2 separate regions of the Triticum aestivum genome follow, and region 1 is linked to region 2. A link is a contact called in public Hi-C data. All regions are on one chromosome and are shown on one strand. Each heading gives the region's core, a stretch centred on a gene start, on an enhancer-like site or on the middle of the called end of the contact. The rest is flanking DNA. Distances are from core to core; before and after follow the strand shown.

What was found. A called contact is a pair of places that touch in the nucleus more often than the background predicts.
Region 1: a Hi-C map of leaf shows a contact between it and region 2, with 8 times the contacts expected there. The contact joins the promoter of LOC123112036 here to the promoter of LOC123116205 in region 2. A contact is called at or near these places in 2 of 5 Hi-C or Micro-C datasets (both in leaf).

What each region holds. Positions count from the first base shown.
Region 1 is chr5B:394,254,819-394,258,400 of IWGSC CS RefSeq v2.1, forward strand. It overlaps LOC123112036 (glutamate receptor 2.9), which reads right to left and starts at 1,608. Exons shown (of 4, transcript XM_044532940.1): 1 at 1,130-1,608; 2 at 1-331. The coding sequence starts at 1,454.
Region 2 is chr5B:394,114,683-394,117,853 of IWGSC CS RefSeq v2.1, forward strand. It overlaps LOC123116205 (glutamate receptor 2.7), which reads right to left and starts at 1,885. Exons shown (of 3, transcript XM_044537199.1): 1 at 1,508-1,885; 2 at 95-1,404. The coding sequence starts at 1,781.

The DNA of each region.
Region 1 (3,582 bases), core at 358-2,857, 140 kb after region 2:
CTGTATGAAACACGAGTGTCGACTTGTTTGAGGGCATCAATAAGGTCGGGAATGAATTTGATATTGGTATCATCATCATCCTCATAGACAGGGACAACTTCCCTCCAATTGTATTTCTGAACAAGTGAGGCAATAGCCTCTGCTTGAGAGGAGTCATTCCATGCAGTCCGGATGAAGTATGGTGTTAGGCCCGATCGTGACGGGCAATCTGCGGAGAATGAAATTATCGGAACCGTTGATTTGTTCCCCAGCTCCGCGAGAAATTTAGCCTGAGTTGAAGTCTGTGGTCCAACAATCGCTTGCACTCGGACATTTTTCAGCAGATCAATGCCTGTAATCCTTATGCATCTTAGAAAGAGATTTCGCAACAAATTAATGCTTTATACTATCAAGCAAATGCAAGGAAACTGTAGGCATGTACATATCAGTACTGGAACTTTTTAATGGTTCTCTCATTGATAACACATGGTAAATTGATTGAAAATCTCTCAGAATAGCAATGTCAGATCTACCCTAACTAACAGCACAAGTAATAACAAATTCACAGGTGCATTTTTCCTTGAAAAAAATAAAGAACAAGTTTGATTGACGGCCCTAGTTTTTCAAGTAAATCGGGAAAGCGTCAAACTCGTATGCTCCAGTTCCAAATCAAACTTGTATGCTCTAGTTGGGGCTCGAGGGCTAAGACATTCCAAATTACTTGCCGCGACGAGCTGGGGGGCGGAGAAGAAGGGGTACCTTCTCTCTATGCCAGATAGGGCAGCGTGACGGCGTCGCGAGAAGCAAGACAAGGAGCCGACTAGCCGAGGGCGAGGCTAGCAGAGCTGCCCCGACCGCCGACGGGGAAAATGGCAACGGCGCCGGCGCCGGCGCCACGCCGATGAGCCGATGGGCCAAACGAGGGTTCGGGGGATAGAGAAATTGGGATGATTCTAAAAAAAACACTCATGCTCGGGCCACAGTAGAAGATTCGGCCCATATTTCAGCCCACGCCCTCCGTCTTCCTCAAAGCTCCGTCTTTCCCAGTTCTCAAAAAAAAAAAAGCTCCGTCTTTCCCTTAAAAAAAAAAAAGAAGAAGAAGCTTACTGCTCCGTCCGAGAGGGGGAGCCGTTCACGGCGCAACAAATACCTGCGGACGCGGCGTCGACGGCGCCGGGGCCAGTGTCCCGGAGGTGGAGCTTCAGCCTGGTGCGGTAGCGGGCGTGGCTAGCGTCGGCGTAGAAGTCGTCGAGGGCCAGCTCCATGCACGTCCAGCTGGTGTTCCCCACCCACGTCTTCGTGTCCAAGATCACCCCTACGTCCACCACCTGCCGCCGCCGCCGCGGAGGCACCACACCACCCCCCTGCGCCGCGACACCGTAAGCGCCGATCAGCAGAAGCAGGATGACGATGAGAAGGCCGTGGCGCCGGAGGGCCGCCGTGGAGGCCCGGAAGAGCGCCTGCGCCGTCGTCATGGCTGCTATGCTAGCGCTGGTGTGTGCCACTACGTACTTTTGGTGAAGCGGTGGCTTCCGTTGCTCCCTTTACATGCTCACGCTCACGCCAGCCAGTTCGTTTCCTCCATCGGCCATTGACCGGCTACGCGCCTGTCTCCCAAGCTCACACTCAATTGGCTGTGCGTGAGTGACAGGTTGATAGATAGATACGGATAGATTAATGGTGATACCGTTGCTGCCGGCCGTGGAATTCTCCAATCATACTTGTCTTACGTGCTTTTGATTGGTCGAGAAGTTGAGATCGATGGCGTGGTCAAGTTAAGTTGAGTGCGTGCCGCTGGCTCGTTCTTGTGCTGGGTACGTAATTTCGAGAGTGCTGCCTAATGAACAAAACAAACACGAACTTCAGGAAACCAGCTGATGCATGTTACCCCAAAGGTGTGACCATAAACAAATGCAGTCCATGGCGTTCCCAGACGGGACGAGGGGTGCGTGGCCGCCGCGACGTGGGAGCTGCGTGTGGAGCGCGTTGGGTCAGATTAAGTTACTGACCATACTGACGATCCGGGTCTGCCCCTCAACATCAAGGACCGCCCCAAGATCGCCAAATCGCCGTGGTTGGCCGTTGAAGTACTCGGCTCACAGTAGTACTGCTACGTATACTGTTCGTACCGCTGGAGTTTTCTGCAGCAGCAATTAATCTGCTGATGAGAATTCAAGACCGTTTACGCGCTAAATCAAAGTCAGCGGGTAACGAGCCAGAGATAAGCTCGACTTTCTTTTTCAAGGGAACAAGCTCGAGGTCGAACGACGGGGAATTAATGGTCACACAGAGAGGATTTCAGAGCAGGCGGTGTGTGGAGGAAAAGGACGCTATCTATCCTATCACGCGGTGGCCGTGGGTTGGACATGGGATTTTCTAGTCCTGCTTCTTCCCGTCCCGGTCGTCTGGACGAACAGTCAAACGTTTGGCTGGTTTTCGTCGTGAGGCTAAAGAGAAGACCCTGGTGGTATCAAGCGAGGTGGGGTTGCGGTGGGTCTCGAGCGAGGTGGTATCAAGGTATGTGATGCCGGGGCGGCGGCCCTGGTGGTGGTTCCGCGGTGCTCATGGACGGAGCCCGTGGTTAGGTGCTGCCCGTCGGCCATGGTCGTGTGGAGCTTTACCTGGTCCAACAAGAGAGCGGAGCCAGCACCTCTGCTACTGCCCTCTCTGCTACAACCTCTGACCACGTGCTCATTGGTGTGAATTTCTCAAGGGAAACACCGAAAAGCTCTTTCTTTCATTTTGAAACCACTGGCTGCATATCCCGGAGGTCAGAAATCTGATAACACAGAGCTGGAAGAGAGGTACCAGACCACTCGCGTCAGCTGCTACTTTGATCAGTTTCAAACTCAGAAGGACAAGGGCTGCTATCAGGGTCTAGGAACGCAAGAAATCACCCATGCAGGAAATTCTAGCCAACTGCAATCATGTTGTTCAGTACCTTGACGCTGTAGAGGAAAGGAGACTTCTATCCAAGCTGGAGGCTACTCTCAGAAATCATGCCAACTCAAAAGCCCAGCAAATAATTCTATGACAGACCAGCTTTGGGAGGAGAAGAGCGAAGATAAGAGGTTGCACTCTGGGAGATGAGAACACTAAGTTTTTTCACGCAGCCGCCAACTGTCAACACAGAAAAAACAGGATTAAACTGTTGGTTAAGGATGACATAGAGTTTTACAGAGACCAGGACAAGCTTCAAATTGCCACTCAGTTCTTCACCGGTATCTTCGGCGAGCAATCTGTGTCACTGCCAACCTTGGACCCCAGAAGCTTATACGACTAGGCTGATCTAAACACGCTGGAAATACCTTTCACCTGGGCCGAAATAGCAACGGTTATACAGAAAACTCCCAACAATAAGAGCCCGGGGCCGGATGGGTTCACTAATGAGTTCTACAAGAGCTTTACTTGGTTGCTAAAAGAGGACTTAATGAGGTTTTTCCAAGCTTTTTATGATCATGACAGTGATCTGAGCGGCATTAACACTGGCAACATTGTGCTGCTCCCAAAGAAAGAGAACCCAACGGATATTAAGGATTTCAGGCCAATTGCTCTGGTCCACAGTATACCCAAACTCGCAACAAAAATCCTAGCAGTCCGGCT
Region 2 (3,171 bases), core at 635-3,134:
CAAAAATGTAAATGAATGCATGCATGACTTGGAGAAAAAGATACATGCATGGTTTGATGAAGAGGCATGGTTTGCGATCGAAGAAATGACTTACCCCATTGTTAACCGCCTGTGCCAAGTGGTCGTAGGGCATGGGGTCCGCCTTCACGTACTCGAACGGCAGAGCGTACGGAAGCAGCCGCACCGCCGCCTCGAACGCCTCGATCACGAACCCGCCAGCCGTCATCCGGTTCGTCACCGGGTCCACGTCAATGTGCAAGATCGGCCGGTAGCTCACCGGGATCCTCCCCGGCACCGCCACCCGCAGCTTCGCGGCGCTCGTCGGCTGCGCCCACCCACTTGGCCGGACCGTCGACTCTCCCGGCCAGATGAACGGCGAGAGCTCGCCGCCCGCTTTGCTGGAACCGCGACCTACATGTCGGCTCAGCCCGTACCGCGGCGTCCAGAACCCGATGCCCTTAGCTTTCCCATCGTCGATGTTTAACACGCGGAAGGCCGGCACCGCGAGCTCTCCGTCGATGAGCTCGAACCTGCCGCCGAGGCCCTCGAATGTCGTGTCGTTGATAGCTCGGAGGAGCTTCTCGCCCGATCTTGACTTGCCGACCCCGGAGATGTCGGTGGGGCCGCCCTTGCCGCCTACCAGCCCCGGTGGCGATGATAGGTCGCTGGAGCTGAGTCGCTCTGCCGCGGACGCGACGGCCCATGCGGCGTCGTACGCCCAGACGGCGTAGCAGCCCACCACGGCGTGCTCCGGCTCGTCGTCCGGGTGGTCACGCATGTACCGGCGCACCCACCGCTTCTTGACGTCGCGCAGCCGCGGCGTGGTCGGCACGTAGGGCGCGAGCCCGATGACGCCCTGCGGCGGGTCCACGAAGCCAATGAGGCCCGTGAGCCCATCGGTGATGATCCACGCGTAGCCGGCGCCCGTCATGCCGGCCTCCGCGGCGGCGGCGAACACGCGTCTTGCGACCTCGGCGCGCATGTGCAGCACAAAGACGCGCGTCTGCTCGGACTCCATGCGGTACAGCTCCGCGGCGATGGCGTCGGGGGTCGCCCCTTCCGGGAGCGCGCAGCGGTAGGGGACCTCGGCGCGCGCGTCGGTGAGGGCGCCCACGAGGAAGGGCACGAAGGCGGCGCCGTAGTCGTCGTCCTGGTAGATGGGCACGACGCGGCGCCACCCGAAGTGCGTGGCGAGCGCGGCGACGGCGCCGGCCTGCGCCGTGTCGCTCAGCGCGGCGCGGACGAAGAAGCTCGCCGAGGCGGGCGACACCGACGGGCTGGTGGCCGAGAAGGACACGACGGGGACCTCTGCCCGCGTGGCGAGGTCGGCGACGAAGGCCGACTCGACGGACGACTGCGGGCCGAGGATGGCGCGCGCTCCCTGGCTCGTCATCAGCTGCAGCGCTGCACGCAACGCAATCACGACCATGCACGCACGCACGCGCGAGACGTCAAACGAAACGAGCCGCGGAAAGGAACAGCAGAAGCGGCTGCCGGTCATACGTACCGGCGGACGCGGCGGTGACGACGTCCCCGCCGGAGTCGTGCTGCTGGATCCGAACCCGAGCGGAGGAGTTGGGGAAGGCGGCGTAGAAGTCCTCGAGGGCCATGGAGATGGTGGTCGTGGCGACCTTGCCGACGGGCGAGGCGGCGTCGACGATGAGCCCCACCTTGACCTCCGTCGGCGCGGTCGGCTGCGCCCGCGATGTAACGGTGAAGGAGGCGGCGAGGCCGATCAGGAAGAATAGAAGGTAGGGATGAGCGCGCGCGTCTCCGGCCATGGCGAGATGGAGGAGGGGCGGGAGAGAGCAGGCCAGTCAATTGCTTGGGCGAGACAACTCCTACCAGAGTTTGGTCGCATACTGACTTGTCATTCTTCCTCTTTTTTTTTTTAAGAATTCGATTGGTTGCGCGTGCGGGTTTGACCTCCTTTTGTAGAACCGCGCGCGAGAGAGAACGTGCGGGTTTTGCATTCGTTTCAGTAGTTTCTTTTCTGAAGACACATACGGAGTATGTGTGTGGGAATCAGAGACAAATGTGACGTCTCATTTGGATCGTATCCCAGGCATCTCATCAGTTACTGTCAGCAAAAGCAAGCAGTGACAGCGCCAGAATGCTACACAAAAGTTCAAAAACAAACAAGTAAAACCACTACTCGTTGCATATTCGTGTATACTCCATTTGTTCTAAAATATTTGACTTCCATTTGTTCAAAAATAGATGTATCTATATACTAAACCTAAACTCCTAAAAGTGCCCGTGCACTAAACTGACTTCCCGAGCACACGCGGCGATGGCCGTCCGATCCGTCGCAATCCGTGCGTGGTCGGGCCCAGGTGTAACCTGGTCGGGGCGAGGCCGAGCGTTGCGTCGCGTGGTGGTGCGGCCAGGTGGAATATGGTCGAGACGAAGCGACTCGCTTGGGTGGGGCCCGCCATTATCTCTCTCCCCCACAAACGGCTCTCTCCCTCATTTGGCGGAGTGGGCGGTTTCTTCTTCCCCTCTCCCTCGCCCAAATCGCCCCCAAATCGAAGCCTCGTCGCTGCCCAAATTCGCCATAGTCCACATCGGTTCTCTCAAGAGGCGTTCGGCGTCGCGGGTGGTCGGCGGCCGGAGTTGTTCTCCCGCGCGGCACGCTGGCCGCGGGGAGCGGCTCTCACTCGTGAGCTTGGCGACCGCGCAGTGCTCGACTCGCAGGGTGGCGGACGGTTGCGAAGTGAGGCTGCCCTCGTCGTTTTGTGTGGTGGCGAAGGAAGAAGGTACGACGACACGATTTCTGGCGGTGGGAGTTTCTCCCGTTCGTCACGTTCTGTCTAGGGCACGTAGTGCTTCCATCGATTTGCTAGTCGATTCTATGGTTTTGGTAGGTTTTACCATAGATTACGATGTTTTGGGCAGCGGCGTTGGTTAGGTTAGGTACTGGGGTATCAAATCTCCATATTTGTCCATGTTTGTTAATGCGAGCGACGGATTCGTGTGATTTCATGGTCGAACTAGTTTGAGGGTTCGCGTTCTCCCTCATCCCTCCCTTTCTTTACCCCGTGTAGATGCTTTTTCAGCGTTTTGCTGGTGATTTTTTTGTAGCAGGCAAGTTTATCATGACCATCAGGTGCGTTATGGCACGAGGTGTTAGTAGGTTTTCTCGTGAGCGGGCAAGTTCATACCAATCGT